2 separate regions of the Zea mays genome follow, and region 1 is linked to region 2. The links are chromatin contacts, called in public Hi-C maps. All regions are on one chromosome and are shown on one strand. The core of a region is the stretch at or near the end of the contact, and the rest is flanking DNA. Distances in the headings are between cores, read along the strand shown. Region 1 holds the start of LOC100274999 (protein trichome birefringence-like 14). Region 2 holds the start of LOC103632716 (vacuolar iron transporter 1.2-like).

Region 1 (6,368 bases), core at 766-3,265, 160 kb after region 2:
AATGTGTGCGCCGCATCATTCGACAAGCCCACATTTTTGACAGCCATTGTTTGCACTCATTACCAGAGTACAGCGGCCGCTTATCATCTTCTATCCACTTCCCCTTTGCGTAGTTGCAATCTACGAAGTAATAGAATCATTATATGAGGCAAAGAAATTTGATATCAGCAAATTACATGTTTGCGAAAACACCTTATCATCAGCATAAAATTGTGATTTCCAATGGTTGAGATGAATAAACAATAATAAAATGGCATCGCTCTGCATAGTTACATTCTAGGATGTAACAACAACCTTCAATTATGCAAAAGCAGATAAATGGGGCTTTAATGTGTAAACATGACTCAACCACAGAATCACAGATCGTTTGATTTGAAAATAAGCACTACGAGAAGTATGCTTTCCAAGGCTTCAGGTAAGTCAGCAAGCACGAACCAGAAGAGGGGCACACAACAAAACCAATAAGTATTTAGTCACACTGCACAAAAGAAATTACTTTTCATCACTTTGCCCCTACTTTTTTGCGAGCGGCTCCTGGAAGCTGGACCTGGAGATCCAGCTAGGGTTGCTCCATCATCTCCAAGATGTTCCTGCTCCTGCTGATGTAGAAAACCTGATGCCAAGAAGAATCAGAGTGTAAATTCTGAAAACAACAAGTCCCCAACAATCAGAGTGTAAATTATGAATTGGTAGATAAGGCGACAAGCCAAAAATATACAGATGTCAGACTACCTTGAGAGAGAACTTTTAATTGCCCTGGTGTTGGGCTGAAGATAGTGAGTACTGGGGCTCCTTCCAGTAACAGAACAATAATCGGCACAGTGAGAATACTCAGGCCAAAGCATAGCTTGTGGACAAGGAGCCTATGCAGACAGCCACCTTTCATCCCAGTAAGGCAGCATAGGATCTGTCTGGCACCTCGAAGTTGATCAGATGCTTACTGAGCTAAACTGAACTCACTGGAAGTCGACGGGGCCAAGAAACCTGCACAGTTCAGGTCCAAATCCAGAAAATGCCCAGTCACTATTGAGGTTATGTCACAGGTTAAACTGGCATCAAAACTCAAGATGCCCAACTTAAGAACTTAAGCAGTGCATTGCTCATCTCAATTCTAACAAGAGCACATCAGATGCGACATTCATCTACGAAACCAGCAAACAGTAACGTCTAGCAATACGCAATATACATGGAAACATGGGGAACACAGAGGCCACTAGCAAGCATTGAGCTGAAAAGGGAAATATCCTTCCATTCCGAGCGATAGTGACACCAAAACCTGGAGCACTAAGCAAGCAGACAGGCCGTTCCTCTGCTGACCGATTCACGAAGTCTGCCAACGATGGTGACACTGGCCTCTTCCGGGACCAGTCAGAACCTCGAATCGACAAACACCCCCCGATTGCAGGAGTCAGCACTCGCATCGCTGCAGAATTTCGCTATCAAATCCCCGCCGCAACAGGCAAGGCTAATAGTCGTTCCACACCTAATGATCCAACATCCAGACAAAGGCGCCCAATCGAAATGTATTCAGCATCTACGTGGGGAGTGCGTCGCGGGCGAGATCCACCGCGAAAAACAACACAGCACGAAAATTAAAGAGACAGATAACTCTCCGCGGCGCGACGACGCAAAATGAGATCCGAGGCTACAAATTAATCGCTGGAACGAGGAATTCAGCGTGCGGGTTGGTGAGGCAGAGCGTTGGACGGGCTCACCTGCTCGTGGGGCGCAGTTGAACGCCGCTGCCGGTCGACGCCACCGCTGGTGAGGAGAGGGGCGGAGAAGGCGGGCACGTGTGAGAAAGGCGGAAAGAGGGCGAGAAAGGCGAGGCGCAGGGGAGCGGGCAGCAAGGGGTAACCGGCGAGGAGAGACGGCGGCCGCAGGGGGGCAGGTGAGGTGTCGCGATGCCCACGATCTATGCGCGGTGTAGAGTCCAAAGCTCCCAAGCGTTTGGTACTTTGGTGTCGTGCGCGGTGCGCCAGGTCCGGTGGGCGGTGGCTTCAATTCTCCGCTAAGAAATGTCTCTTCCCTTCAAAACATGCAAGAACGTGGGCCGTCGTGGGCTCGTGGCACGCCGGCCAATGGGCATTCCACTTCTACCTATTTCTACTGTTTAAAATAAATAAAATCTGATGGCACTTTTTAGGCGCAGCTCATTTTACATAGTATTTTTTTATATCACTTTAGCATTCTGCTTTCAACATTTAACCTCTTTGAATTAATTGAAATGTAGAGATATTTTAGTTGTTTTAAGAAAGATATAGAGAGGATTGTGTGTTTTATAATTGTTTTGGCTAAATAAGCTATACTTTTTTTATGACATATAGTTTATAGAAGCATTTTTTTCGATTCACATATTATAATATTTTTTTCACAACTCACAACGATATAAAAAGAACTCTTTTATCTAAAAGAATATAATAGTTTTTTTGTTAAGCACACTTTTATTGTATCAAACACATTCATATATTATACTACTTATTACGTAAATATTTAGATGATTTTGAAGGTTTATTAGCAATCACATCATGTGTTTAAATTTATCTAGCAACCGAACTATGTGCGCATGCTACTCGCCTACTCATGTGGAGACCATACCAAATGTTTAGAGATATATAAATTATTGTTTAGAGATATATAAACTATTGTGTCGTGCATTTCAGTTTGTTCTATGATTCTATGATCAGACTCCAAATCATGCATGAGCACTTAACTCGTATAGGCATGAGAGAGAGGCGGCTCCTTAGCTCTTTTTTCATGCTGCCGCGCACACGACGCCTCAATAATGTTGCTCCACACGTCTCGATGATTGTTGATGAGGTAGGGCATGTCATCCTCTGGATGGGCCAACGAAAGAAGGTGATTTGCTGCCCGAGTGAGGATCTATCGGCAACCCTACATGTCGGGCATGTGAGGTAAGTCATTGGCAGTCCAAGCTAGTACTCCACTAATCTAGATTGGAGTCTGCAAGGCCCAAGAGAACTTGAGCTACAGGTTTTGTGGGAGAGGCAGATGATCGCACGAGAGTCTGACATTGCATTCATCCATCTCGCGCTTGTGCTCTTGAGCGATGCAGCGGTTCAGGAGGTAGGCATTCCTTTGCATGCAGAATCTACGCTCGTCTAGGTATTCCGGACCTCGGATGCCTCGTCCCGGGAATAGGCTAGGTTGGGTCCTATTCTCGGCAGCTTGGAGACGATGGACGTTGTGGCATCGATTCCGACGGAGACATGCCTCGCGCTGCAGAGGCTCCTCCCACTATACAGTGGGCTTGTCATTGGAGATGGGATCGTCGTCTAACCCCCGCCCCATTGATGAAGAAGATGTTGATGTAGTAGAGGGGAGGCTTCGCCTTCGCTGGCTTGATGATCGAACCCACGGGACAAGTGACTATGGCGTCAGTCCGCCGCATTTTGAGGCTCTTGAAGATGGCAGGGTCCTCGACCCTTTTCCTCCTACTGATATGAGTTTTGAACCGGGTCGGGTAAGTAGATAACGAAGTTCGCTGTGTTGAAATTGTTGTGGCCTACGACTAAGACGGAGGGGCCGATGCGACCCTGCGTCTAGCCAGCGCGGCGTGAGGATGAATCAGGGCCCCTGAGCCTAGGCTTGAGTCGGCGTAGCTCGCGTCGTGACCACCTGAGTCCTAACCACGATCAACGATGGTGTGGGAACCCCTAACTCTAATCCTAGGTTGGGTGAATATTATATATGTGAGTTAGGTGGCCAAAGCACATTACAAGAGGGGTAGATAGGTAAATACAGAGATATACTACCCTAACTCTAACAGCAGCCCTTCAGTCTCAACTCTATCTTGTATAGGTGTTGAGAATGGATCGAAACATAGTGAATACACTCGACGATAGCCCCTTGGTGAAGATATCAGCGAACTGCGACGTGGCTGGGATGCTGAGAATGCAATAGACGAGGGTGGAGCGCTCGAGGGGGTTGTGGAGCTCGATAGAGAAGCCGACGGAGCCAGAAGGCCTTGGTGGCCGTAGCGTGGTACTCGCCCTCGGCGCTAGAGCAGGAGATGATGGGCTGCCGCTTCGTGGCCTAGGAAACAAGGTTGGCGCCCAGGAACACGATGTAAACAGAGGTGGACTGACGTGTGTCGGGGCAACCAGTCTAATCAGCATCGGTGTAGACCACGAGCTCTAATGTTGGTGAGGGTCGAAGGAGAAGGACATAGTCGATGGAGCCACGTAGGTAGCGAAGGATCCACGTAGGTTGCGAAGGATCCACTTGAGAGTGGTGAGGTGGGGCTTTCGTGGGGTGTGCATGTGAAGGCACACCTTCTAGATACCGTAAGCAATATTGGGCCAGGAGAAAGTCAGGCACTAGAGAGCGCCGGTGAGGCTTCGATCTGCTGTTGCATCAATGACCGGGGGCATTGTCCTTAGAGAGCTTTGTATGAATGTCAACAGGCATGGAGCAGGGCTTGTAGTAAGACATGCCAGCCTGCTCCAGGATGTCTAGTACATACAGGTGCTGGTGGAGGAAGAGACCCTGAGGCCGCCGCTCGGCGGTGATCCCGAGGAAGTGGTGGAGAGGCCCTAGGTCCTTCATCGCGAACTCACACTGAAGAGCGACAATCATGCGCTGAAGAAGAGTGGCACTGGACGCAGTGAGCACGATGTCGTCGATATAGAGCAGGAGGTAGACGGTGTCGTCGCCCTACCGATGGACGAACAAGGACATGTTAAAGGAAAATAGGGTTTAACCTTTTCCTATAAATGATTTTGGTGGTTGAATGCCCAACACAAATATTGGACTAACTAGTTTGCTCTAGATTATATATTCTACAGGTGCATAAAGGTTCAACACAAACCAATAAGTAGATTGAAGAAAGGGTTCTGATTCAAAGGAGCAAAGAAACCGAGTATGCCCTGGTCTGGCGCACCGGACAGTGTCCGGTGCACCAGGACCGTACAACGTCCAACTCTCTACTCTCGGGTTTCTCAGGGCATGCTTCGCTATAATTCACCGGACTGTCCGGTGCACCAGCGGAGCAACGGCTACTTCGCGCAACGGTCACCTACAAAAGCTGAAGAATCATAGGAACAGTGCGCAACCGTGCGCGGCAGAGCAGAGCCGCCCGTTAGAGGCGCACCGGACAGTGAATAGTGTTTGTCCGGTGCGGCACCGGACTGTCCGGTGCCACTAGAAGACAAAGCCTCCCGCGGTCAGAAGCTCCCAAACCCTAACGGTTGGGTGACATGGTTGGCGCACCAGACAGTGTCCGGTGGCGCACCGGACTGTCCGGTGCGTCCATCAACAGCAGCCATCCCCAACGGCTATTTGGTGGTTGAGGGCTATAAATACCCCCCAACCACCACCACTCCAAGCATCCAAGTTTCTAGCACTTGACATTCAATACAAGAGCTAGTGAATTCACTCCTAGACACAAATCAAAAGATCAAAGCCTCTCCAAGTGCCAAAATTCATTTCAACCACCTAGTGACTTGAGAGAGTGTTTTTTCGTGTTCTTTGTGCTCTTGTTGCTTGGATCGCTTTCTTCCTTCCTCATTCTAGTTCTCAAGTGACTTGTAATCAAGGCAAGAGACACCAAGTGTGTGGTGGTCCTTACGGGGTCTAAGTGACCCGTTTGATTAAGGAGAAAGCTCACTCGGTCTAGGTGACCGTTTGAGAGAGGGAAAGGGTTGAAAGAGACACGGTCTTTGTGACACCTCAAAGGGGACTAGGTTCTTTGGAACCGAACCTCGGTAAAACAAATCATCGTGTTCATCCGCCTTATTTGTTGGTTGATTTGTTTTCCCCTCTCTTTCAGACTCGGATTTAATTCTAACGCTAATCCTGGCTTGTAGTTTGTGGTTTAAGTTATAAATTTCAGATTCTGCCTAGCCACCCCCCCCCCTCTAGGTGACTTTCAATCGGTATCAGAGCCTGGTGCTTCCTTAGAGTCTAACAACTCAAAGTGATGTCGGAAGATCACGCCAAGAGGGAGATGGAAACCGGCGAGAAGGCCACAAGCCACAGGAAGGCTCCATCAAGAGAGTCCGGAACCAAAGCCAAAGAGGGATCCCCTCTCCACGTCAAGTCGCATCGGAGTGGCGACAAGAAGAAGAAAATGAAGAAAGTGGTCTACTACGAGACCGACTCTTCATCGCCCTCCACATCCGGCTCCGACGCGACGTCCGTCACTTCTAAGCGTCATGAGCGCAAGAAGTATAGTAAGATGCCACTTCGTTATCCCTGTATTTCTAAGTGCACTCCATTACTTTTCGTTCCATTAGGCAAGCCACCATGTTTTGTTGGCGAAGATTATTGTACGTGGAGTGATAAAATGAGGCATCACCTAACCTCACTCCACGCAAGTATTTGGGACATTGTTGAGTTTGGAGCAC
Region 2 (6,116 bases), core at 3,504-6,003:
TGATGCTGCTACAGTGCCCAGCACGGCCAACGCTCGCGGCTGCTGGCTGGGCAGCGGTGGCGGCAGCAGGCTAGCAGCGCCGGCTACACGACATGGGCCAGCGCGCCCACGTGTTCCCATTCCTCCCCTCCACGCACCGCACTGGGCAGGAGCGCGCGAGAGATCCGAGAGCTCATCTTGCGCCGGCCGGGCCGATGACCACACGACGAGAGGCGACACTGGTCTGCGTGGCTTACTACAAATATGTGTTATAATACACTTGTACAACATCTACGGTCCCCCACACGGCCACACCATGTCCGGTGGCTTTTGGGGTGATAATCTTCTCAAACACACTATGGACGAGAGAGGCGGCTCCGCTCTATACTAGGCCTCTAAATCTCCCACACACTTTAATTTTTTTATATTAACCTTCTATGTATCGTAACCTGATAACAATATATATTATATTAGTACAAATGGTCTTTGATCTTTTAAACTTCAAAATTTTATGAAAGAAAATGTCAAATAACTAAACTATAGTGTATAGAGGGAGCTATATAGAGCGAATGGTTGGAGACTAACTAGATGTAGGGGTATCTTTTGGAGTGATATAGTAAAATATAATAGAAAGTACAGATAGAAGGAGAAACGTGGAGAACCATAGTGTCGGTACCCTGAATCAGGGGTACCCTCTTCTACAGTATGAAGACGCTGCACACGTACGAGACCTCCAGGTCACACGGAGGGTGGCACCCGACCCCACCACATGAGCAGGCCTAAGAGCACCACGTGGCGAGGAAGGATAATACATCCCGGGAAGCACCGTTGGGTCCGGACCTCCGCAGAGGAACACCGGACCCCTGTGAAGTACGAGTCTGGAGCTCCCGAGGAGACATGTCGGGCCCCCTGGGTGGGTCCCAGGTCCCCCCGAGTGAGGTCCGGGCCTTAGCGAGGTCTCGGGACGGGGAGGACCCCGGCACAGGCAAGGGTCCGGTGCCGACACGTGTCCAGACCTTGCCCTACGCTCCCCGCTCAGGCGGAGACCCGCAGCAACCGCGACGCTTGAGGCTTGAGACATAAGCCAACGGGCCGAGCCTGACGTAAGGCCCATACAGCTGTGCAGCCTTTGCATTTATTGCAGAGAGGACGCGCCGCCTGCCACCACGCTGACGGGCGACATGCCCTCTCAGCATTTAATGCGTCCTATCCAATCCGCCGGCAGACGGCGTCAGGGTCACCCAGCAGACGGCGCGCCTGACCAGTCTATTGGTGAACAGTGCGCCCGTGCCAAGCGGCGCACAGTACTCATCATCCTTTCTACAAGAAGCTTCCCCTGCACGCCGGGGATACAGAGATCTCGGGCATCAGGGCACAAGAAGATTGCCCTAAGCAGCAAACATTTGTGGCTCCAAGCGCTATATTCTTTATGTCTCTGGGCCCACCTGTCGGGGCCCAGTACCTTTGTGCATGCCCCCTTCAGCTATAAAAGGGGAGGCATGCGACGTTACACACAAGCTCAATCTTTCAGACCCAACCTCAGACACTCACAAGTTCATACAAGCTCTCAAGCAATACATCACATAGTGGAGTAGGGTGTTACGCTCCGGCGGCCCGAACCACTCTAAATCTTTATGTGTTCTTGTGTTCTTCCCACTTTCCAACTAACAAGCAAAACGCTTAGGCCCCTCCTCATCTTAGGATTTAGGGCGGGTGCACTCCGCCGCCCGGCCGGAGACTTGCTCTCCGACACATAGGTATAGCTAAGTCCTATTATATAAAAAAGAGTTGTATTTTGTTAAGATTTTATACCTTGGTAGAGTAGTTGGGTTTTGGTTCTGTTTTCTTGTACACGGGGATATATAAGTAAAGAGCCTTTTTATATTTGATCAGACAATCAATAAGTATTTACTAAGGAGTCTGAGTTTAGCACATGTCCTTCTTCATATAACACCTTTGATTTCATTTAGAGCCTATTTGGATCCCATAAATTAAAACCAATATCTAGAAAGTGATTCATATTTTATTATTGGATTTGTCTATTACCTAAGAACATGGTACCTAAAGGTAGGCCTGCAACTTCTTCTGGCCCATTTGTCGACCAAGTCACTGCCAAGCAACCCAGCGAGGCAGAGCGACCGACCAAGTCCCTGTCGAATGACCAAGCGAGGCGGAGCGACCGACCCAGAACTATCGACTCACGTCAGTAGGACAAGACACATCATCACCTAACCACGTCCGGACCATGAGTACGACGTACCAAAAGGGGGCGTCGAGGAGCCCCCGTTAACGTGACGGTATGCCAGCATGTACGATTAGGTATGAAAACGGACGGAAATGGACGAAATACCCTCCCGTTTTCGTATCTGCATTTTATCATCGGAAACGGGATCGGGTCCGGAATAGTCGGGAACAGAAACAGGAGCGAGGATAAACGGAATTGCGAAAACAAACGAAAATAGGAATACTAACGAAATGTGATATCCTAGCCCTTGGGATGGTGATATCCTGGCTCAAGGCTTAATATAATTAATAGTGTACTCATATCAATAAGGTGCATTTTCTTTTTCGGAAGCCTATCTCGAAAGAACCTCCAAGTTAAGTGTGTTGGGCTTGGAGTAATTTGGTATGGGTGACCGACCGGGATGTTTTCTCGGGTGCGCATGAGTGAGGACAAAATGCGCACAAAAGACTCGTGTTAGTCTGTGGGGATAATATATGATCCTAGATAGCTGCCAGGAGTAAGTACCGCATGTCCAGGATTGGACGGGGTGTTACAAGTGATATCAGAACCGACCCTCGCGATTTCACGGGCGTGTGTGGGTTAGGGGGTTCGGGTATATGGCGCATGTGGGCCCGGAGTGGTCACATGGCATGGCATATGACGACACTAGACACACAGACGTGGCTAAGAGGGGAGGTTCCTGTATTGGGGTTGACCGACGAGGACGTCGGTCTTCTAAGGGAATGGATTGTGATAATCTGGCCCCTGGGATGGTGATTTCCTTGTCCAAGACTTAATAGAATTAATAAATTATCCATACCAACAAGGTGAATCTTCTTTTTCGGAAGCCTATCTCGAAAAAACCTCCAAGCTAAGCGTGCTTGGCTTGGAGCAATTTGGGATGGGTGACCGACCGGAAAGTTTTCTCTGGTGCGCATGAGTGAGGACAAAATGCACACAAAAGACTCGTGTTGGTCTGTGGGGACGATATATGACCCTAAAGAGCTGCCAGGAGTAAGTACCATCGGTCCAGGGATTGGACGAGGTGTTACATGAAAACTCATAATTTAATGTAAACAGAAATGATATTGATGTTTGACTAGTGATTGATTGGCAGTACAATAACATCAAACAAATAGATACAGAGAGGCAACATTCTATTGTTGTTCGGTTGCTAATGGTGTACATTTAGCTACATCCGGTGTTGTTTAAGATTTTAGACCACTTGTCATTGAAAAGAGCCGATGGTTACAATGACCACTTGTGCTATAATTTGTCACCTAAAGACACGAGGCTTTAGTTTATATACTAATGTATATTAGGCTTGTCCCATATTTATCAAATAAGAAATAAATACGGGTTCAATGCAAATAAAAATAGGATCATGCAAAAACGGATAGAATAAACCCTCTACTGTTTCCGTCCTGTTTCCATATTTTTCCATAAATGCGAAAATGGTCGGGTCAAATGTAGAAAACGGTATGGGCCAGGACGGGATTTTACTCGTCCGTTTTCAACCCTATGTACGATCCCTAGCACATCATGTCTGCCTTGTGGGGCCAGTCAACCTCGGTCATGGGGGACTTCAGCACCGGAGTCACTATAGTGATCCACGCACCAGGAAAGACGGGGCAACACATCATGCCACTACGACACCATCAAACTCGCTACAGGGACCTACATACCGGACAGATGACGCAGTGCGCCACGCCGGAAGTACAGCTACCCACACTCGACCCTACGGACCCCGAGGATACGCTTCAGTACCCAAGGAAGCAGACCTCTCTCTCTAGAGGAAAACATACCACCTATGTAAAGTTCCCTTGAACTATAAAAGGGACGCCCCTCTTTCTTCATACACATGCACAATTTGTGACACTGTCCAGCCAATACTACGATCAACACTACACTGGACTAGGGCGTAAGCCTAAACCAGTATAATTCATCGTATCCCGACGATTCACCATTCAGAGTGATTATTTTTACCAAATTAATTTTTATAGAAGTCGCCTGAAAAGCTGAGCGTTTGTTAGTCCGCAACAGTTTTTGGTGGCGAGAAGCTGAAACAAACATGGCAAAAATCTCTCAAATCATTGGTGTCTAAAAACTGGTGTGGTCATTCTTAAGCTTTCGTTAGTGACTCAGTGAAAACAGGTGGAATCGGTTGAGAAAACATGATATGTTTTTTTGTAGAAGTTTGGTCCCTACACTAAACTTTTTGGATTCTTTTTGTTGTGAAGAAAAAAATGAGTAGAAGCTTGGTCCCTGCACTAAACTTATTTTAAGGCGGAATGTCAAAATTAAAATGACATCTAGAATGGATTTTTTAGGGATCTGAAACATGTTTTTATAAAAAAAATTCTAAAAAATATGAAGTCAGGTGCGAAAGAGAAACCAGACATTCACACTGGTTTGAATCTTTGTGAAGCCACAGCCACCCACTCCAAAACCACAAAAGCAACATCGACTACCACCCCATGTCCAAGTTGGTCATTTCCGCCCGAGCTAGCTAACCCCTATAAATGCCCCTCCCAGCTCAGCGTTCGCCTCACCAACAGAAAACCTCGCAGCTAGCAGCAAGATCTTAGCACAAACACCACAGCCCACAGGCTGATTAATCACTCCAAGACTAATCAAACGAACGCTTAGCTAATAGCGCGCGATCTTTTTTCCCCCTCCCCCTCTTGAGTCTTGAGCGTGCGAGAAGAGATGGCGCTGAACGGCGGCAAGACGACGTTGGTGCAGGACGAGGAGAAGCAGCAGCTTCTGCTGGAGAAGCACACCGAGAAGCACTTCACAGCGGGCGAGGTGGTCCGGGACATCATCATCGGCGTCTCCGACGGCCTCACCGTGCCCTTCGCGCTCGCCGCGGGGCTGTCCGGCGCCAACGCCTCCTCCGCGCTCGTGCTCACCGCGGGGCTCGCCGAGGTCGCCGCCGGCGCCATCTCCATGGGGCTCGGAGGGTAAGCTTCGCATGGATCCCCATTCTCTTCCGCGCATGCATGCTCCATCCGAGACCGCATCTCTCTCTCTCTCGATTTGCTTCTTCAGTTCACTGGTGCCGCGGTGCGGTCAGCAACCCGACATGCGTATTAGCATAACTGATGGCTGGTGCTGAGCTCATCTTGGCTTCACATGCCCTTGTTTCTTCCCAACGTTACAGATCGTGCATGCAGCTGTTGGTTTCAGTTTCGTATTCTTCTGCGCATTACAGCGCGTTTATGCAAACGTAATCAGTTGCTAATTAAAACTCCTGATCGCCAGTTAATTAATTTATAAAAGGGCGTTTCTCATGCTCGGAAACATTTTCCGATGGATACTCGTTACATGCATAACACACTCTCTGAAATTTGAAGTACTTTTGGGCCTCCGGACACGTCTGAAAGTGTGTGTTTTTGGTATCGAAATGTATATATGACGACTCAGTACAAACATGACTAAACATAGCTAGACGTTTGTAAATACAATACTTCTCTTCCAGAAGCATAAGTTCTATAAGGCAAACTAGCGTCATATTTCTTCCACAGGAAGAAAAAAAATCCACAGATGCAATTACTGCTCTCTGCAGTGCAGCACTCTGGTCACTGGTCAGGAAAGAGACAAGAATTCAGAAAAATTGCGATCCAAAATTGCGAACTGCTATTTTATTCATTTGTTTGTTTGTGTTTCCAACAGCTTGTGGGCCTGCACTCACGCAATTCGGCCCGCACGAATCTGACCCAAATAAATGACGTTTGAGCCCAGCTACCCACCCACCAAAACTAACCTCTTCAGTTGCTGTGCTGTGCGTGCGTTCAGGTACCTGGCGGCGAAGAGCGAGGCTGACCACTACAACCGGGAGCTGCAGCGCGAGCAGGACGAGATCGACACCGTCCCCGACGTCGGTAAGCAAACGCAACCGCCCGCGACGAGC

Evidence for each region. A called contact is a pair of places that touch in the nucleus more often than the background predicts.
Region 1: a Hi-C map of bundle sheath shows a contact between it and region 2, with 6 times the contacts expected there. The contact joins the promoter of LOC100274999 here to the promoter of LOC103632716 in region 2. A contact is called at or near these places in 12 of 25 Hi-C or Micro-C datasets (bundle sheath, ear, endosperm and 5 more).

Annotation. Positions count from the first base shown.
Region 1 is chr7:112,725,135-112,731,502 of Zm-B73-REFERENCE-NAM-5.0, forward strand. LOC100274999 (protein trichome birefringence-like 14) reads right to left here and starts at 2,016. Exons shown (of 6, transcript XR_004851498.1): 1 at 1,716-2,016; 2 at 733-984; 3 at 497-613; 4 at 1-120.
Region 2 is chr7:112,559,846-112,565,961 of Zm-B73-REFERENCE-NAM-5.0, forward strand. It overlaps LOC103632716 (vacuolar iron transporter 1.2-like), which reads left to right and starts at 4,754. Exons shown (of 3, transcript NM_001319724.1): 1 at 4,754-5,166; 2 at 6,002-6,087. The coding sequence starts at 4,913.